Regions from separate parts of the Sus scrofa genome. Here region 1 is linked to region 2. Evidence: chromatin contacts called from public Hi-C data. All regions are on one chromosome and are shown on one strand. The core of a region is the stretch at or near the end of the contact, and the rest is flanking DNA. Distances in the headings are between cores, read along the strand shown.

The links. Hi-C and Micro-C count contacts between places; a contact is called where the count stands out from the background.
Region 1: a Hi-C map of liver shows a contact between it and region 2, with 4 times the contacts expected there. The contact joins the promoter of SHISA7 here to the promoter of KMT5C in region 2. A contact is called at or near these places in 1 of 5 promoter capture datasets (liver), 4 of 47 Hi-C or Micro-C datasets (heart right ventricle, liver, retroperitoneal adipose tissue and 1 more) and 1 of 2 datasets of contacts at active chromatin or transcription factors (alveolar macrophages).

Annotation. Positions count from the first base shown.
Region 1 is chr6:59,598,858-59,603,923 of Sscrofa11.1, forward strand. SHISA7 (protein shisa-7) reads right to left here and starts at 3,122. Exons shown (of 5, transcript XM_021095036.1): 1 at 2,881-3,122. It overlaps ISOC2 (isochorismatase domain-containing protein 2), which reads right to left. Exons shown (of 6, transcript XM_021095040.1): 6 at 3,243-3,656. The coding sequence ends at 3,576.
Region 2 is chr6:59,515,547-59,520,165 of Sscrofa11.1, forward strand. It overlaps KMT5C (histone-lysine N-methyltransferase KMT5C), which reads left to right and starts at 1,512. Exons shown (of 9, transcript XM_021095006.1): 1 at 1,512-1,629; 2 at 3,417-3,664; 3 at 3,832-3,997; 4 at 4,375-4,484. The coding sequence starts at 3,417.

The sequences.
Region 1 (5,066 bases), core at 1,872-4,371, 85 kb after region 2:
GGACACTCACACAGTGTCCCAGACACAACATGCTAGGACACTCAGTGTCATCCTGGTGGCACACCTGAGCCTCCTCCCAACACACACACAACTCCACAAGGACACACAGCCATGCATTTCTGCATTCCCACCCACAGCGCACAAGACCCATACACAACCTCAGACACCGATACGCTGGGACTGCACACACAGCTCCGGAACACGGCCAGGGACCTGCCCCGGTCAGCTGCAGGTGGACATGCAGTGGCAGATATCACAGCCCACAGTCACGCAGCCTCATAGGCACACGCACCAGTGTGTGCCCAGGGGTGGAGAGTCTGGAAACAGATTTGTGACCCTTTAGCAGACACACCCAGACAGCCTTGCCCACCCCACCCTCATCCCGCTGTCACACACAGGAAGGCATGCTCCTCCTTCAGCTGGAGAGGGATGCTCCCAGCCCCAAGTTCCTGCCCCCTGCACCACACCCACACTGCAGCTCAGGGCCAGAGGTCTGGCTTTGCCACCACCCCAGCCCAGGACCTGACCGTATCATATGCAGGGACAGAGATTAGGGGAGTCAGTGTGAGGAGGGGTCCCAGAGCAGACCCCACCCGGTCCCTGTGTTCCTGGAGAACCTCCTTCTCCACCTGCTCCCCTGCACAGCACTGTGCCCCACACTCCACCCCCAGCCCCAGCCCCTCCCAACCCTGTCAGTTGGGCTGTGGGGGCAAGGGTTGCCTTCTGAGATGCCTGGCAACAGAGTCTGAGAGAGGGTGGGACCTGGGAGGACAGGGAGAGAAAGCCTTGGGCAGAGGGTAGAGGCCCAAAGAGAGGGGAACAGGGACCCAGAGAGAGGGACAGGGACCCAGAGAGAGGGACAGGGACCCGGGGGGGGGGGACAGGGACCCAGAGAGAGGGGGACAGACACCCAGAGAGGGGAACAGGGACCGGGGCGGGCAGGGACCCAGAGAGAGGGTCAGGGACCCAGAGAGTGGGACAGGGACCCAGAGAGGGGGACAGACATCCGGGGGGGGGATAAAGACCCAGAGATAGGGGGACAGAGACCCAGAGAGGGGGACAGGGACCCAGAGAGGGGGACAGACATCCAGGGGGGGGGATAGAGACCCAGAGAGGGGGGTCAGGGACCCATAGAGAGGGGGAAAGACATCCAGAGAGAGGGGGACAGACACTCAGAGAGAGGGGATAGAGATGGAGAGAAGGGCGTATAGATACCCAAGGAAAAGAGGACAGAGACCTCGGAGGGCAGAGACCCAGAGGGCAAGATATGATGGGGGATACAAATACTCAGAGGAGAGGCAAGACCCAGAGAACTGGGGTTCACAGTTGGAAAGACAGAGAGAGGGAAAGAGAACCAGAGAGGGAGAGCAGAGGGCTGCGGAGGGAAGGAGACCCAGAAAAAGTCAGAAGCCCAGATCTTAGCAGCTGGGGGCTGGAGAGGGGTCCGCAGTTGGTGGCGGGGTGGGGGCTGAGGGCCTCCTGGAAATAGCAGGGTGAGGATGGGTTTGGGGTAAGGGTGTGGGAAGCGGGCAGTTGAAGGCGCGATATAGGTTCTAGAGGGGGCGGACAGGAGGGACCGGGAAGGCGGAGGAAGAAGGGGAGGGGTTCGGGTGGGGGGCGGGCATCCCAGTTCCGGGACGCAGAGGCAGAATCGGGGGACCCGGCGCCGCCCCCGGCTCGCCATTCGGGAGGCGGGGATCGAGGGAGGGATGCGGAGCCTCCCCGCACTCCCCACGGCCTGCGCAGGTCCCTGGGCCTTCCTGTCTTCTTGGGTCTCTGTCTCTGGGAGTCTCTGTGTCTCCCTTTCTTCCCTGCTCCCGGGACCTCGCCTCCCACTTCCCCTCCCTTGGTTAGCCGGCAGGTCTCTCATCCCTAATGGTGTCTGTCTCTTTACGTGTCTCAGCGCATCTTTGCGTCTGAGTCTCTGTCCCACGTCTCCGTCTCTTGCTGTCCCCTTTCCTGAATCCGTTTTCTGTGTGCCGGCATTCCCTCCTTCCCTCTGCCCCATCTCTCTACATCCTGTGTCTTCCCCTGGCCTCCTCATCCCTCTCTCTCTCTCTACCTCTTTGACTGCATGTCTCTGTGTGTCAGGTTTGCTGTCTACAGATCCCTGTCCCCTGAGTGTCTCCGTGTCTCCCCCCCGACCCCGGACACCCAATCTCCCTCCCGGGTCCCCCACTCTCACTCAGCTCGGTTGGAGGGGCGGGGTGGGGGGGCGCTGCGGCGAGAGCTGTGTGTTCTCAGCGCAAAATAGACTCCTGTTGCCATGGCGACGCGAGCGCGAAGCTTCAAGCTGGGGGATGAGAAGGGGGGACACCTGGATCCGGAAGACGGGGGCCGGGGGCGCCGGCACCCTGTCCCAAGCGTTCCTGCCAGAGGGGGGAGGCTGGGACTTCTAGGTCCCTACCGAGAGAGAAGGGGGTACTGGGCCCTCTGGCGCCGGGGTCCGGGGTCTGGTGACGGGGCTTTCTGGGAGGGGTCTGGGATCCACGGTTGGTGGGGCTCTGGTTACCCAAAGGAGTCGGTCTGGATGAGAGCTCTGACGCCTGGGTCCCTGGAGGACTTAAGAAATTGCCTCCTTGGGCCCCCAAGGTTGAGAGGGAGACTGAGCATCTTTAGAGGCTGAGGGCCCTTGACTGGGGGGAGGGTACCTAGAGTCCCGACTCCCAGATTTCCAAGGGGGCTACAGAATTCTGGGAGCCCTCATGTGGATCCCCTGGCTCCTGCGTCTTAGGGGACCAGGGACCACTCAGATGAAGCTGTCCGTCCTTCCCATCCATTCATCTATTCATCCGCAAGACTGTCTCTTCCTTCCTCCCCGTCCCCAAGTCCCTCGTGCCGCAGTTTCCCCCTCCGCACCAGGGTGCGGTCACTGCTCACCTCACTTTCCGGATGCGGGACCCTGGGGGAGTCGGGGGTGGTGGCGGCGTGGGGGCCGGCCGGGGGAGGCAGAGCAAGCGCGTGTCTGCGAGCCAACCGGGCTGGGCGTGTGCGCGCGCGCGCCGACGGGGGGCGGCCGGTAGGCAGAGTGTTGGGCGACCCGGGGCGGCAGTTCTTTTCTGTGCAGATGCGCGCCCGCTTCAGTGCAGATGTGACAGGGGGCAGCCCTCGCCTTTGCCTCGCACCGGCTGGTAGTTGAGAAGAGGCACCTCCCCCTCCCCATCTGCTGGGGACCCCACTTCCCCCACCCGCCGCCTGCAACCCCCGGTCGCCCCCGGGATACCCCCAATACCCCAGAATGGTTTAGTCCACAGTCACATCAATGTTTATTCCCGGAGCCCAGGTCCCACACAGTCTGTGACACTCCCACCCCCTCCCCTTTCCACACCTTGAAGTGGCCCGGGGCCGAGCCCCACCTCTGGCTTGGCTCAGCCAATCCATGCCCGGCTTTCAAGAATCTCATTTGCATTTCCGGGAGTTTCTGTCCAATGGAAAGGCAGCACCCAGCTCCCTCCTGACGGGGCGGTACTCCCGGTGGACTGCACCACTCTTGGGATCCAAGAATGGGGGGAGAGCACTTCCGCCAAGGTCCCAGTGACAAGGGGGACATCTCCCCTCCAGGCAGGGTGGGGAGTTCAGCGGAAGAGGGGGTTCTGGCCATGGAAGAGGCCCAGCAGCCCGCTGTCTGGGGTAGGCTCCTTGATGATCTTTTGGATCTGTAGGGAGAAAGAAGGAGGGGTCAGATCCAAGGGGTTAGGTCTCCATTTTCATCTCCCTTCTTGGCAGCAACTGGCCAAACCAAACACTCCCTCTTCTCAAAACTTTTCCTGGGGCCTCCCTTTCATCTTAGCCATCAGTGTTAGCTCCTGATCACCTGTCAGCTTGTCCACCTTGCTGGCTTGGACCACTAAGGGTGACAGACTGTCCTGGGGCTTCTAGCCTACACCTGTTCCTTATTAAGTAATCTCACCTCTCCTAGCCCTCAACTCAGATCCAGCCCACACCTTGCCCCTCAAGTCTGGACTCACAAACTTGACCTCTCAGCCTCATTGTCCCCAACCCCAGCCACATCAGTAGACAGCTTGAGCCTCTCTTGCACTGCCTTCTCATGCGCTGCACCCATCAGCAATGCCTGTCATGCTGACCTTCAGAAAATAAAAAACAGAAATAAGCAAAGCCTGTACCCTTGCTGCCTCCACCCTGGTTTCCCTCCCTCCTGCCATAAATCCATTGGCCACCCAGGCTCAATCCCAGATCTGACCGTATCCAGCTCCCCTTTGTAGAACCCCCACGGCTGCCTCTTCCCATCCCCAGCAACGTCTTTGGGAAGACTCTTCCTTGCCTCCCTGCTCCTACACTCACCAAGCACTCACATGCCCTGCTATGGTTCCCTGAGTAAGTCAAGTTCAGTCCCACTTCCAGGCCTTTGCCTTAGCTGTTTCCTCCGCCAGGAAAACTTTTTGGATGACTGGCACCTCCCCTTTCAACCCTTCGCTTTTTCTTTCTTTTCTTTTTTGGCTGCCCTGTGGCATATGGAGTTCCCAGGTCAGGGATCAGATTCAAATGTAGCTGGAGCAACACCGGATCCTTTAACCCACTGCGCAGAGCTAGGGACTAACTTGCCTCAGGAGACACCGCTGAGCCCATTGCACCACAGCGGGAACTCCTCAGGTCTTCACTTTAAGGCCATCCCCAGGAGGGTCCTTCCTGGTGCCAGCCTCCATCTTTTTTCTCACATACTCCACACATTCCCCACCCTGCCCCCACCTCTAGGCCACAAGGTGAAATTGAAGATGGATTATCTTTTACCATTGCCCCTGGACCTGGCACAGTGGCCGGCATATAGTAGGTGTTCAATAAACGCTCAACAGAAGTGAACTAAGAGGAAGGGAAGAGGCAGACCACAGAGGGCTGAGACTCTCAAGTTCAGGCCAAGGGTGTGAAACTATGGGGCTACCTGGTCAGATACGGGTACTAGGAAGGCCACTCTGGTGGTAGGTGTAGAGGCTGGACTTGATGCCAGAATGGAGAAGGGTGGATGGGAAAGGGTCAAAGGGCTCCCATCTACAGGGTCCCTGCTGGACTGTTCTTTCCCACCTGCCTGGCTCCCTCCCATCTTCACCCAA
Region 2 (4,619 bases), core at 262-2,761:
CCTGTGAAACTATGCCAGGATCCATTTATTCATGCCCTATGTGATGGACATTTAAGCCGTCTCTAGTTTTTCACCGTTACAAACATCACTCTTGCAAGCATTAGTGTGCTTATATTTTTGTTCACATTTTTTAGTTTCTCTAGGATGTACACCCGCTGATAGATGGGCTGCACTTTCAACGTTCAGATATACTGGTACATAGAACTTTCCCGAAGAGCCGAGCTTTTTATAGGGTCCTTTCAGCTTGCTGGCTCCCCTGCTCTGGGTGAGGCTTCTTCTCTCCTCCGGAGCTGTAGCCATCCTTATGGGAGGGGGTGTCTGGGTTAGGGGTGTCTCAGTTCCAGGAGTCGTCCCAGTTGCAGAAGGAATAGTAAGAACAGAGGGTGGGAGCCTGGACGAACGGATGAAGGACACTTAGGAGAGTGTTAAGTTGGACGCTTCAAAGAGGGACCAGTGTGGTTCTTGTTTTATAGATGTGAGCCTGAGGCCCAGAGAGGGCAAACCATTTCTCCAACGTCACACAGCGAAGGGACGCAGAAACCAGCGTCATACATTGATTGACTCCAGGACAAATACACGAAGTACCTACTCTGCGCCCCACATTGTTCCAAACGCACAGGATATATGGCAGTCAGCAAAACAAAGACCTTCTGATCCAACTGTGGAACTTATTATTCCGGGCTTAATTATGATGCATTGCTAATTATGTTTGCCTCTAGGGTTGCTGCAGGGGGGTGATTCCAATTAGGGGAGGGGGGTGCCCCATGGGAGCGCCCCACGAGCCAGGGCTTCCTCCAAAACCCCCACCTCTCCATCGCCCTCTTTCTGACCTGTTCACTCACAGAGTGTTAATGTGGATACTCAAAATTAAACAGGGTATTTGGGGTCCAAAAGGGAGGAAGAGAGATTGAAGAGTCCTTTGTATCCGGCAGGGCTGTCAATAAAGTTTTGTCGCCTTGGCAACCAGGGTCCTCTCCCGGCGTGGCGACGGAGGTGCGCGCGCATTCACCCCCCTCCCGCCTGCCCCTGCTTTCTCCCTCCGGTGGCGAAAGGCTTCACCAGAGAAAGAGAATAGGCAGGTCGCGACTCTAAGGTGACGGGCGGAGACCTGAACCAATGGAAGGACGAGTCGTTCCAAGGCCGGCCAATCACACGCGGGCTCTGAAGCCGGCGGAACCCGCCCTCTTTCCCCTAGGACCCGAATAACCCGACCCAAACCGGAGTTTTGCCGGGAGGGACGGCGCTTTTGCCCAATGAGGGCGTCGATTTCGGGTTGTGGGCGGGGATACGTCTCCATGGTAGCAGATGAAGGACAGCAGTGGCGTCCACTGGACGCAGTTGGCGGCGCTTGACGGCAAGGCGGGCGTGGCGGGGTTTTGTAGGGGCACTGCCGGGGGCGGGCGGGGAGGGCCAGAGCGGATCTTGGCCAATAGGAGTGGCGCGAGCTTCGTAGCAACTGAAGAGTGGCGGCCACCTTGGCCAATGGGAGGACACGGTGGCCGTGGCGGGGCAGGCCCGGCGGGGCCGACTGGAGGCGCGGCGACCGTGTCTGACGAGAGCTGGAAGAGGCAGTGGGAGGTGGTGGCATCGGCGGCGCGGGCGCCAGAGGAGGAGGAGGAGGAGAAGCGGGTGAGGGGCGGCGCGGGGCCCGACCTCTGAGCCCCTTCTCGGCCCCCGCCCCGCGCTGCCTTGGCTTCGGGTCGTCCCTAGCCCCGACTGTCCCCGCCCCACCCGGCCCTTCCTCGTGTCCAGGCGCCCACGTCTCCCCGCCCTTCGGCGAGCCTCAGGGTGCTCGCTGCGCCTAGCCCCTTCCCCGTGCTTCTTCACCCGGGGCCCTCTCCGCAGCCCCGGGCCTTCCCCCGGCCCCGCTCTCGCGCTCCAGGCCCTTCCCTGGACCCTCAGCTCGCCCTCTGCGCTGACTCTTCCTCCCCTTCCTGGACTTGAGGCTTTTCCCCTGCACTCTCACCGCCTAGCCAAGTCCTTCCCTGGAGCCCCCAGTCTTCCCCAGGAGCCTGTCTGCTTCCCCAGTTGCCCTCTGGTCCTCAGGCCCTTCCCCTGCACTCTCACCGCCTACCCAGGCCGCTGGAGCCCCCCCACCGCCGTCTTGCGCAGGCCCCTGTCTGCTTCCCCCAGTTTCCCTCTGGACCTCAGGCCCTTCCCCTGCACTCTCACCGCCTACCCAGGCCCTTCCTTGGAGCCCAGGCTCTTTCCTCAAGGCCGTTCTACGCTCCTCCCCGGCTCCCTAGGACTTCCCCATCCCTGTTTGCTTTTCCAAGCCCTGTACTGGACCCCCTAGCCGCCCCCCTCGACCTGCTCAGGACTCTTCCCCGGAGCTGCAGGTTCTTCTCTGCTTTCGTTGGCCCCCTTGTCACCCTGCTGGCTTTTCTGGGGTCCTCCCTGGATCCCCAAGCTATCCCGCAGGCCTCTGTCCCTCCTGCAGGCACGCTGGCCCGTCACTCTGCCCCAGCTCCCACCCCACAGTGTCCATTTTTCTCTTTCCCCACATGCCCCTCTGTAGCCTCCTTTCTGTCCCAGCGCCCACCCGCGGCACCCCCTCTTTATCCCCAGCCTTCGTGTCTTCTCGACCCCCTTTCCCAGCCGCTCTAGCTCCCAGTCTGTCTTCCACCCCCCATTCCGAGGCACCATGGTGTGGGCCCCCCCCCCCGCAGGCCCTCTGCAGTGGGGTTAGGAGGCTTGTTTTGTTGCCTTTGGCTAATCCCTGTCTTTCTCCTCCTTTTTTATGGGCCTCTTCTGCTTCTCCATACTGTTCCTTCTCTCTCCCCCTCCCCCGCTTTGTCCTCTGCGCCCCTCCCTCCCCCGGAATCCTTGGAGAGGGAGCAGGTGCTGGGATCCCTCCTTTGCTCTCCCTCGCCTCACCCCCCCCCCCAGGCTGCCTGGGGTTTCACCCAGAGCCTTCTGAGGACTCCCAAGGGCTACTGGGGAGGGGGGTGGAGGCCAAGGCCAGCAGAGAGTGGGGGTGGGTGCAAGAACAAGCAGTTCTGGCAGGGCAGGAAGCCTTGGCGTTTTCCTTGGTGAGGGCTGGAGATGGAGCTGGGTCCCCCCTGACTCCCACCTCCTGCAGGACTAAGCCTTTAGGGTTATCCCAATCTGCCAATTAATCAGCCTTCCCGGGCCAGTAGGGACATGCGTGCGCACACGCGTGTGTGTGTGTGTGTGTGTGTGCGCGTGCGCGCACGCCTATGGAGGTCTCAGGGAATCTGCGTGTGCCCATGGAGGGGGGGGTCCATAGGGGGTTGGGGGGTTTGTGTCTGTGCTCCCGAGCCTGAGAAGGTGCAGATACTAACGATGGTGGCTGGCGTTTCTTGGGGGCCTCCCTGCTGTCAAAAGCACTTGTTGCGTTTCACCATCGCTGTCGCCCCTGTGAAGTCAGTATGGCTTTTCTCCCTTCTTTATAGATGAGGAGACCGAAGGGTTTGCCAGCGTCGCGCAGAGTGTACAAGTGGCACAGAGCAGGCACGCGCCCAGGGCGCCGTCCCTGCCCCTGCGCTGCCCTCTCCACTCCCCGCCGGAGACAGCATGGTGCGTGGGGCACCATGGGGCCCGACCGCGTGACCGCCAGGGAACTGTGTGAGAACGACGACCTTGCCACCAGCCTCGTCCTGGACCCCTACCTCGGCTTCCGCACCCATAAGATGAACGTCAGGTGAGGGGGCCTGGAAGAGGGCGGACCGAGGGTCGGGACCCCTTCCCTTTCCCCGCCACCCCGCGGCCCCGTCCTCCTCAGCCCCGAGCGGGGGCGGGGGTGGGGCCCGGGAAGGCCCGGAGGGAATAGGCCAAGGCCCTGGGACCCAGGCGTGACCTCTCCCCCAGCCCCGTGCCCCCCCTGCGGCGACAGCACCACCTGCGCTCAGCGCTGGAGGCCTTCCTGAGGCAGCGGGACCTGGAGGCTGCGTACCGGGCCCTGACGCTGGGAGGCTGGATGGCCCACTACTTCCAGAGCCGGGGCCCGCGGCAGGAGGCTGCCCTCAAGACCCACGTGAGGGAGCCCTTCCCTTACCCCCCCTCGGCCCTGCGCCTCCCCCCACCGCGTCCGCTTGTCCCAGGTCCTCTGCCCAGTGGCCGGGCAGACCCTCAGCACAGCGTCCCCTCCCTGCGACTCCCCGACTTCCTCGCCATCGGGACCATCTGAGGCAAGGCTCAGAGACTCCTAGGAAAGGAGAGCTGGGGGGCCCTCTGAGATGGAGTCCAACCTCTTCATTTGACAGATGAGGAGACTGAGGCCCCCGAGAGGGGAAGTGAGCTCCCCGAGACCACACAGCGAGTCAGTGGCAAAGCAGAACTAGCACCCAGGAGAGAGAGGGCCGACGACCCTGCCCCACCTCCTCACCCCGCCCACCCCCTCACCTCCCCCAGATCTATCGCTACCTCCGCGCCTTCCTGCCTGAGAGTGGCTTTACCATCTTGCCCTGTACCCGTTATTCCATGGAGACGAACGGAGCCAAGATTGTGTCCACCCGAGCTTGGTAAGAGGGCACGGCTCGCAGCCCAGGGCCCCAGGCTGGTCAGGGGGCTCCCCCACCCCACCCCGGGGGCTGCTGGGAGAGGAAAGCCGGGCCCTTCTCGAGGAGACTGGGCACTGCGGGAACAGGGCATGGGGG